2 separate regions of the Danio rerio genome follow, and region 1 is linked to region 2. A link is a contact called in public Micro-C data. All regions are on one chromosome and are shown on one strand. The core of a region is the stretch at or near the end of the contact, and the rest is flanking DNA. Distances in the headings are between cores, read along the strand shown.

Region 1 (3,364 bases), core at 676-3,175, 150 kb after region 2:
CTTAATTTTACTTTACTTTTATTTTCAACTGAGCCTTTCCTTTTTTGTTTTGTTGTAGAGTTTACCGTTTTGATTCTAGCTCTGTCTTTGTGTGTCTTGTTTGTCTTGTCCCTTGTCTTAATGTTCTCATGTCCTGCTCTATTGAGTCCCTGGCTGCTGATATACTCTGCAAGGCTGTTACTGGTGAGAGACTACAGCCCTCTAGTGATTGTTCTCAGTTGTGCAGATCATCTTTCCAGATCTTTACCACTTCCTACCTGGCCAGTTCATCCCTGTTCAGTCTCCTAGACCTGGGACTCTCCAGCACAACCAAACTCCATCACCTGTTTGAACTGTACATTACCTAAACCCTGTTTTAATCTTGTTTGTCAATAGTAAATATGCAAGTACGTAAATCATAGGTCTTAAACTGTATTCCTGGAGGGCCGCAGCTCTGCACAGTTAATAATTCAAATTAAGATAATTCAAATTCAGATTGTTTTGGCATATTTTAAACTCCATATCATTTTGGTCACAAATTTATTTTACTTTACTTAATTTATTTTCGACTGAGTATTTCCCTTTTTTTTGTTGTAAAGTTTATTGTTTTTGGTTATAGTCCTCTATGTCTGTGTTTGTGTCTCTTGTTTGTCTTGTGCCTTGTCTCCATGTTCCCTGGTCCTGTCCAGCCGTTTAGTAATTATATAAATATAATTGTATGTGTTGTATCTGCTGGGGGGACTCATTCCCTGCAGAGTTTCTTCTTATTACCCTTCTTATAGGTGTTTCTTAATCTGAAGAACACATAAATTCCGCATCAAGACAATTTGCATCAAGACAATTTGCTGGCAGCTTTTGTTTATTAAGTCAATTTGTAGTTCTACATTTAATGTAAGTATTCTTCAGATTTTTTTGTATTTTTGCGCTGTGAAAGCCGAAGCAGAAAAATGTATGACATTACCACTTGTCAATAACTACTAAATTTCTTCATTCATCATAAAATCTAAAAGGATTTAGGTGATATACAGATTAAAAACTTGATTAATAATCACTCTAACAATATTGAAATTAGTTACTCTGAAGGCCATGTTAAATCTGTATCCCAGTCCTTTAATTCTGAACAAGTCTTTTTTTTTCTGTGTCAATGTGATGTGAAATTAAAAGTAGACAAATGCTTCAGCGTCTATATTAAGGCAGCTCTTTAAAACATGTTATAAAGACAGTCCTGTTTTTCCAGCTTTGCATGTTATGAGAATTTTATGCACACATACAAAAACTTGATCGCAAACAGGTATATGAGTGAGTAAATGGAAATGTTTTGAAAAAGATGTTGCAAATGCATAAGCCGGGACTTAATTCAGTTGAAAATTTACATTAAAAATATACTTATGCAAACAAACTGTATGTGTTTTAACAACTTGTGACAATTAAATATATACTGTGAAATATATAGTGTGAAAAAATGCAGTTATTTTCATAATGAGTAATTTCTCAATCTGACCACATGATGTTAGTGTAACACAATTAAGTTTTATTCTTTGATACTTATTTATATACATGGATAAAGCAAATGCATTTAAAAAGACATTTTAGGCTACCAGAAAATACAGTTTGCTACAGAAAATATAAAACCAACAGATGAACTTTGGGGGAAACATAAAATGAAAAGTCAGACAGGAATTTGAAAAAAAAGAACATTAAAATGAATGTAAACTTGATGTGAAACCGAGTAAAAGTAAACTACTAATACTACTGTAAACTACCTATAGTACTATTCAACATTGTATTTTACTTTAGTAATGTTATGAATGGGAGTGCTTTTAGCTTGTTAGCAAATATTCCCAGTGTTTCTTGTTTGCTGTATGAGCACAAAGTGCACCTGTAGAAATTGATAGGAGTGTAATTGGAGATGATTTGCCACAGGCAACAGATGCAGTGAAGCCAACACAGTTGAGTAGTCCTCTCACAGACAAACTAGGTGCTTTAGAAATTTTACTTGACAATCATTTATCACTTCAGTCTTGTAGATTATGTAAAGTCCTATTTAAATGATGAGAACTTTTCAATAAGGAGTGTTATCAGAGAAATATTTCTGCATGAAGCGGAGAACATATCCACCTGAAGATGACATCTACAATATTTTTTCCGTATGCACTCTTTTTTGGGATTGGGCTGCAATGTGTTCAAATGAGACTATACACAAACCGGTGGGCAGTCAAAATAACTGGAGGCCCTGAAGCTGCTGACCTTATTGCAGAAAAATATGGATTTGTGAATATGGGCCAGGTAAGTGTACAAAAATGTTTTCTAGTGAAAACACTTCATGTTTTACTCTCTAGTTGAAACTAAACTCTTTAACGATATAAGCTGGATATCATTTCACATGTATTCAACATTGTTTTTCCGCAATGCTTGTTTCCTTTATCAAAGTACTTATTGTGATGCTAAAAGATTTATAAAAATATATTATTCATTCAAATATGGAGATATGTGATGATACTGTGGTAATGGTGTCATGGTTTGGCTTATTGACATAGAAATTGCAAGGTTTCAAGAGGGTTCAATTTCTGCCAAGATAAAACTCCATAAACAAACTCACATTCCTATGAACATATGGTATGTGAACACAAACTTTTTTCTTTAAATTTAGTTTTCTCTTCAAATTAGTCTTTCATTTTTACAAAGCCCATGTCTCTGGGTCACTGGCTCTTCTATAATACATGTGTTTAACCATGCAAGACTGGGCTTCTAACCCTGATGGCATCTTATACCCTCCTACAGTTAGTTAACCAACTGACACATTTCTATTCTCCATATAACAGAGAATTGCAAACTGTCTGTACAAATTAATAGAGCTACTGTAAACATAAAAGACATAATTCAGTGACAAAGGAAATTCGTAGGATTTTTACATGGTATTCTGAATGAAGGACTATAAGCCAACTCTACTCTTGCTGTAAATTATATTGTAAAGGCACTGTGCAAAGTCAAAGTTTAAGGACAATGATATTTACATATTATTTTTATACTTAGAAGTAATACATGTTCAGCAAGAAAACTTCATAAAATGTAAAATGTTGCATTTCTATTTCAAAGTCAAAATTTCCTGCTTTGATAAATGTATTATCTCTCTGCATTTCACCCCAAAATTAAATGTGACTCAATATTTGCTTCTCCAAGCTGTTCCAAACTTGAAATTATTGTATTTCAAATGAGGGAAATTATTTTCTCCGTGAAACACAAATAAAGACAGTAGCTATATGAGCTCATTTTGTCCTATTTTTGAGAGTATACAATCAGAAATTGAGAACATAATCAACAGAAGAAGGCTCTAAGACAAATTAATGTTTAATTATTGAATTGGACAAATTCTGACTGAGGAAAT
Region 2 (3,453 bases), core at 511-3,010:
ACAAACCAGTCTAGAAGTACATGACAAAAGCTAACCTACTTTTCAAGTCAGACTAGGCAAACAAAGGTCACAGAATCTCTATTTTAATTTAAGAATCTATTATTTGAAACAGGCAAAGGGATCTTTTATGCTATTTGCAAACCAAATACTACATGTTCAACTGAATGAAACTGAAAACAAATTAATCAGCAAAAGAAAAACATCACACATGGACCTACGAATGACAGCTGAGGGAAAAAGCCAAATGTTAGAAACTCCCCTAAAGTGTCAATGAGATGTGCAATATTGCAGACACAAACAATATAAGCTTAACATTAAATTCACAACCCACTTTGGGGAATATTTCAGCATGAAAAAAGATAAACAACAAGAAAGGAGGTTACAGAATTGGTTGTGAAAAGAGGTAAAGTTGTTTTTATATTTGCACATTTGTTAATTTTTGAACAGTGACAACATGTGACACAGTGCTTATATTGTACTTTGAATATTCAGGCTGAAATTGCATGCAAGTATGACTTCAAAACAACATTAGCACTATTAAACTGACTGTGATCAATGTTGTACTTTGATCGCTATTGGCTGCTAATATGATTTCCCCCTTTAGAATTTGTAAAGAACACTCGAATTAAATTATATTTTTTTAAGGAGAAATCTGAAAGTACAAATATAAAGCCAACTTTACCTCTATGAAAAATCAATGGATGGATAGCAAGCCAAGAACGTCTATCCAGCTGCAAATCAATTTTTAATATTGTATAACTACCATTCTTATATCTATACCAAAATAATTTACAGTTCATCATTCACAATAAAACCAGATAGTAAACTAGTTTGTGTTGATGTTGATTTTAAGGGTATGCATGATATTAGATTGATTCATGCAACCACGAAATTAATTCTATAAATCAAACCATCTTCGCATTGGATAGCCTGGTGTAAATAATCAAGCAATAAAGTGTCAGTTTGCTCATTTTTAACTCATAAACTCTTGGATAACTTCAGAGTTGTAAATCCACATCTAATTAAATAAACAGATAACGTTATTTAGATAAAAGGTCTAATAAGTAAACTCTGATATGACTATCTGTCAGTCATGCATGTGTATTTATCTTTGTATATTTGTCAAACAGTTATGTTAAAACAGGTGAATAGAGCACCAATCATAATTCAGCGTGTGAATAATAACAATAGCTCAAACAACACACCTGCAGTCACAGTGAAGATCAAACATACAGCAACTGAATCCCTCTGTAGTGTTTAGTGATATTATAATCAAAAGATACTTTACCATTTCGTCCTCGTCCCCGTCATTTTCTCCTTCATCGTGACCACCCTGATTTATCGCTTTTATCTCGGCGCTGCATTCATCAGAATCAGTTCCTTTCATTTTTTCGTCAAGACCTACAAAATCTGAGGAGTGAGTAAATTCCTCAAAGCGTAATTCGGACTCATAGTGGTCTGCTCGCGTCTCGCCTTCTGACAGCGTGTCGGAGCCTGATGAATCTTCTCCGCCGCCTCCAAATGTTTTTGACTGCTCACTCTCCATTGCCCTGAAACATCAAGTTAATTGTCTAAAACTAATCACATGCTGAAGGACAGCTGATCTGAGCTCCAGCTGAGCGCCGGAAAGATCTCGCCTCACTGTACCGCTGTGATTACAACTGACTTTAATGTTTACGTCATAACATACAGGCATTTAAAGTGAAGTTTGTAGCGCAGCACTAAAGCGCGTCCTGCTCAACGCATCGCTGCAGTGTCTTTAACTTATAAACCTGCTCTCATTGGACATCCAAACTCCGCCTATCGGCCAATGAGAAAAGAGCGCGCTGGACAAGATTTCAACGGCGCACTCTTAACCCTTGAGACCTCAGAAAGCAAAGCATGTCCAAACATATGCTCCAAACATTTCATTAGACACCGACGAGTGTAGAGAAATTAAAATGACTGACCATGAAGTCGCATGAGTTTACTCCGGGTGCTCTGGTTTCCCTTACAGACCAAAGACATGTACAGGTGAATTGGGTAAGCTAAATTTTCCATAGTGTATGAGTGTGTGTGGATGTTTCCCAGAGATGGGTTGCGGCTGGAAGGGCGTCTGCTGCGTAAAAACGTGCGGGATAAGTTGGCGGTTAATTCCGCTGTGGCGACCCCGGATTAATAAAGGGTCTCAGCCGACAGGAAAATGAATGAATGATATTTGACTTACAGTTTTTATATTTACAATTATTAATAACCTATACATTAAAACACACATTACAGGCCTAGATAAAAAACACTTATAGAAAAATAAAAAAACAAGGCAAATAAGCAAACAAATAAATAACCTGGGGTTAAAATAATATAAAAAAACTATATTAATAATTTATAACTAAAATAATTCATACAAAAATTTGATTAAATATAAATAAAATTAATTTTTGTAGATGTTATCCGCTAGAATAAAAAGAGTTTTTAGTTTTTTAAAAGCCATTTTAAGGAAACAATTATTTGCCCCTTTAAGCTATATATATATATATTTTTTTTTTTTCGATAGAACAAACCATCCTTATACAATGACTTGCCTAATTACCCTATCCTGTCTAGATAACCTAATAAACCTAGTTAAGCCTTTAAATTTCATTGAAGCTGTATAATCTTAAGAATAATCTAGTCAAATATTATTTAATGTCATCATGGCAAAGATAAAATAGATCAGTGATTATAAATGAGTTATAGTAATAATTCTCTTTATATGTAATTGCTTTTTGCAAGGTTTTTTTCAAGTTTTGCAAACATTGCATGTCGTAGATTTTCTGTGTGTATTACACATTACACCATATTTTGGTATGTGGTTTATAAATAGCTTGTGCCCTGCAGTTGATTGCTGTTGTAAAATCTCAATAGCAAACCTCAAAAACATCTCAGATTATAGATCTCCACAGCACTGAAAAAACAAGTCTATTATAGGAGGGCAAATGAAACCCCCACATACGCGTTTAACATCAATAGCATGCACAATACACATTAAGTTATTTGGATTCACAAATAAAATATGAAAATATTGCAAAATCTTTTTAAACATTAAAAAAAAAGTAAAATGAGGTATTACATAAAAAACATACATCAAATAAATCTGCCAACATTGTGCACATTAAGTTCAAAGGATGTAAAATCTATGTACTGTGAGCTATTTAGTCAGTTTAATAGTTAGCTGACATACTTTACACACTAGATGGCGCTCATTTACAATAATTTGATCTAAAGGGTTTTTGACGTTCTATTGCAAAGTATATACAAAGCTAAATCAATATCTGTTCTATAGAGTTAAGCACAATTTTATCAAATGCTCTAGAAATCTGAATAGAAATCTCTGGTGTACAGTCAAACTTTAAAAATCAAGTGGAGTCCAATTAAAATTATATATTTTGTGTATTTTATTTCAGGTTTGAGGTTTTTGTAAGGGGGTAGGGGTTT

Evidence for each region. Hi-C and Micro-C count contacts between places; a contact is called where the count stands out from the background.
Region 1: a Micro-C map of caudal fin shows a contact between it and region 2, with 6 times the contacts expected there. The contact joins the promoter of pcsk5a here to the promoter of mast4 in region 2. A contact is called at or near these places in 4 of 18 Hi-C or Micro-C datasets (caudal fin, embryo, hematopoietic stem cells and 1 more).

What each region holds. Positions count from the first base shown.
Region 1 is chr5:60,580,229-60,583,592 of GRCz12tu, forward strand. pcsk5a (proprotein convertase subtilisin/kexin type 5a) reads left to right here and starts at 1,926. Exons shown (of 37, transcript XM_021476634.3): 1 at 1,926-2,265. The coding sequence starts at 2,104.
Region 2 is chr5:60,426,637-60,430,089 of GRCz12tu, forward strand. It overlaps mast4 (microtubule associated serine/threonine kinase family member 4), which reads right to left and starts at 1,761. Exons shown (of 29, transcript XM_073951462.1): 1 at 1,289-1,761. The coding sequence starts at 1,546. All of the region lies in intron 1 of LOC100535993 (leukemia inhibitory factor receptor), which reads left to right.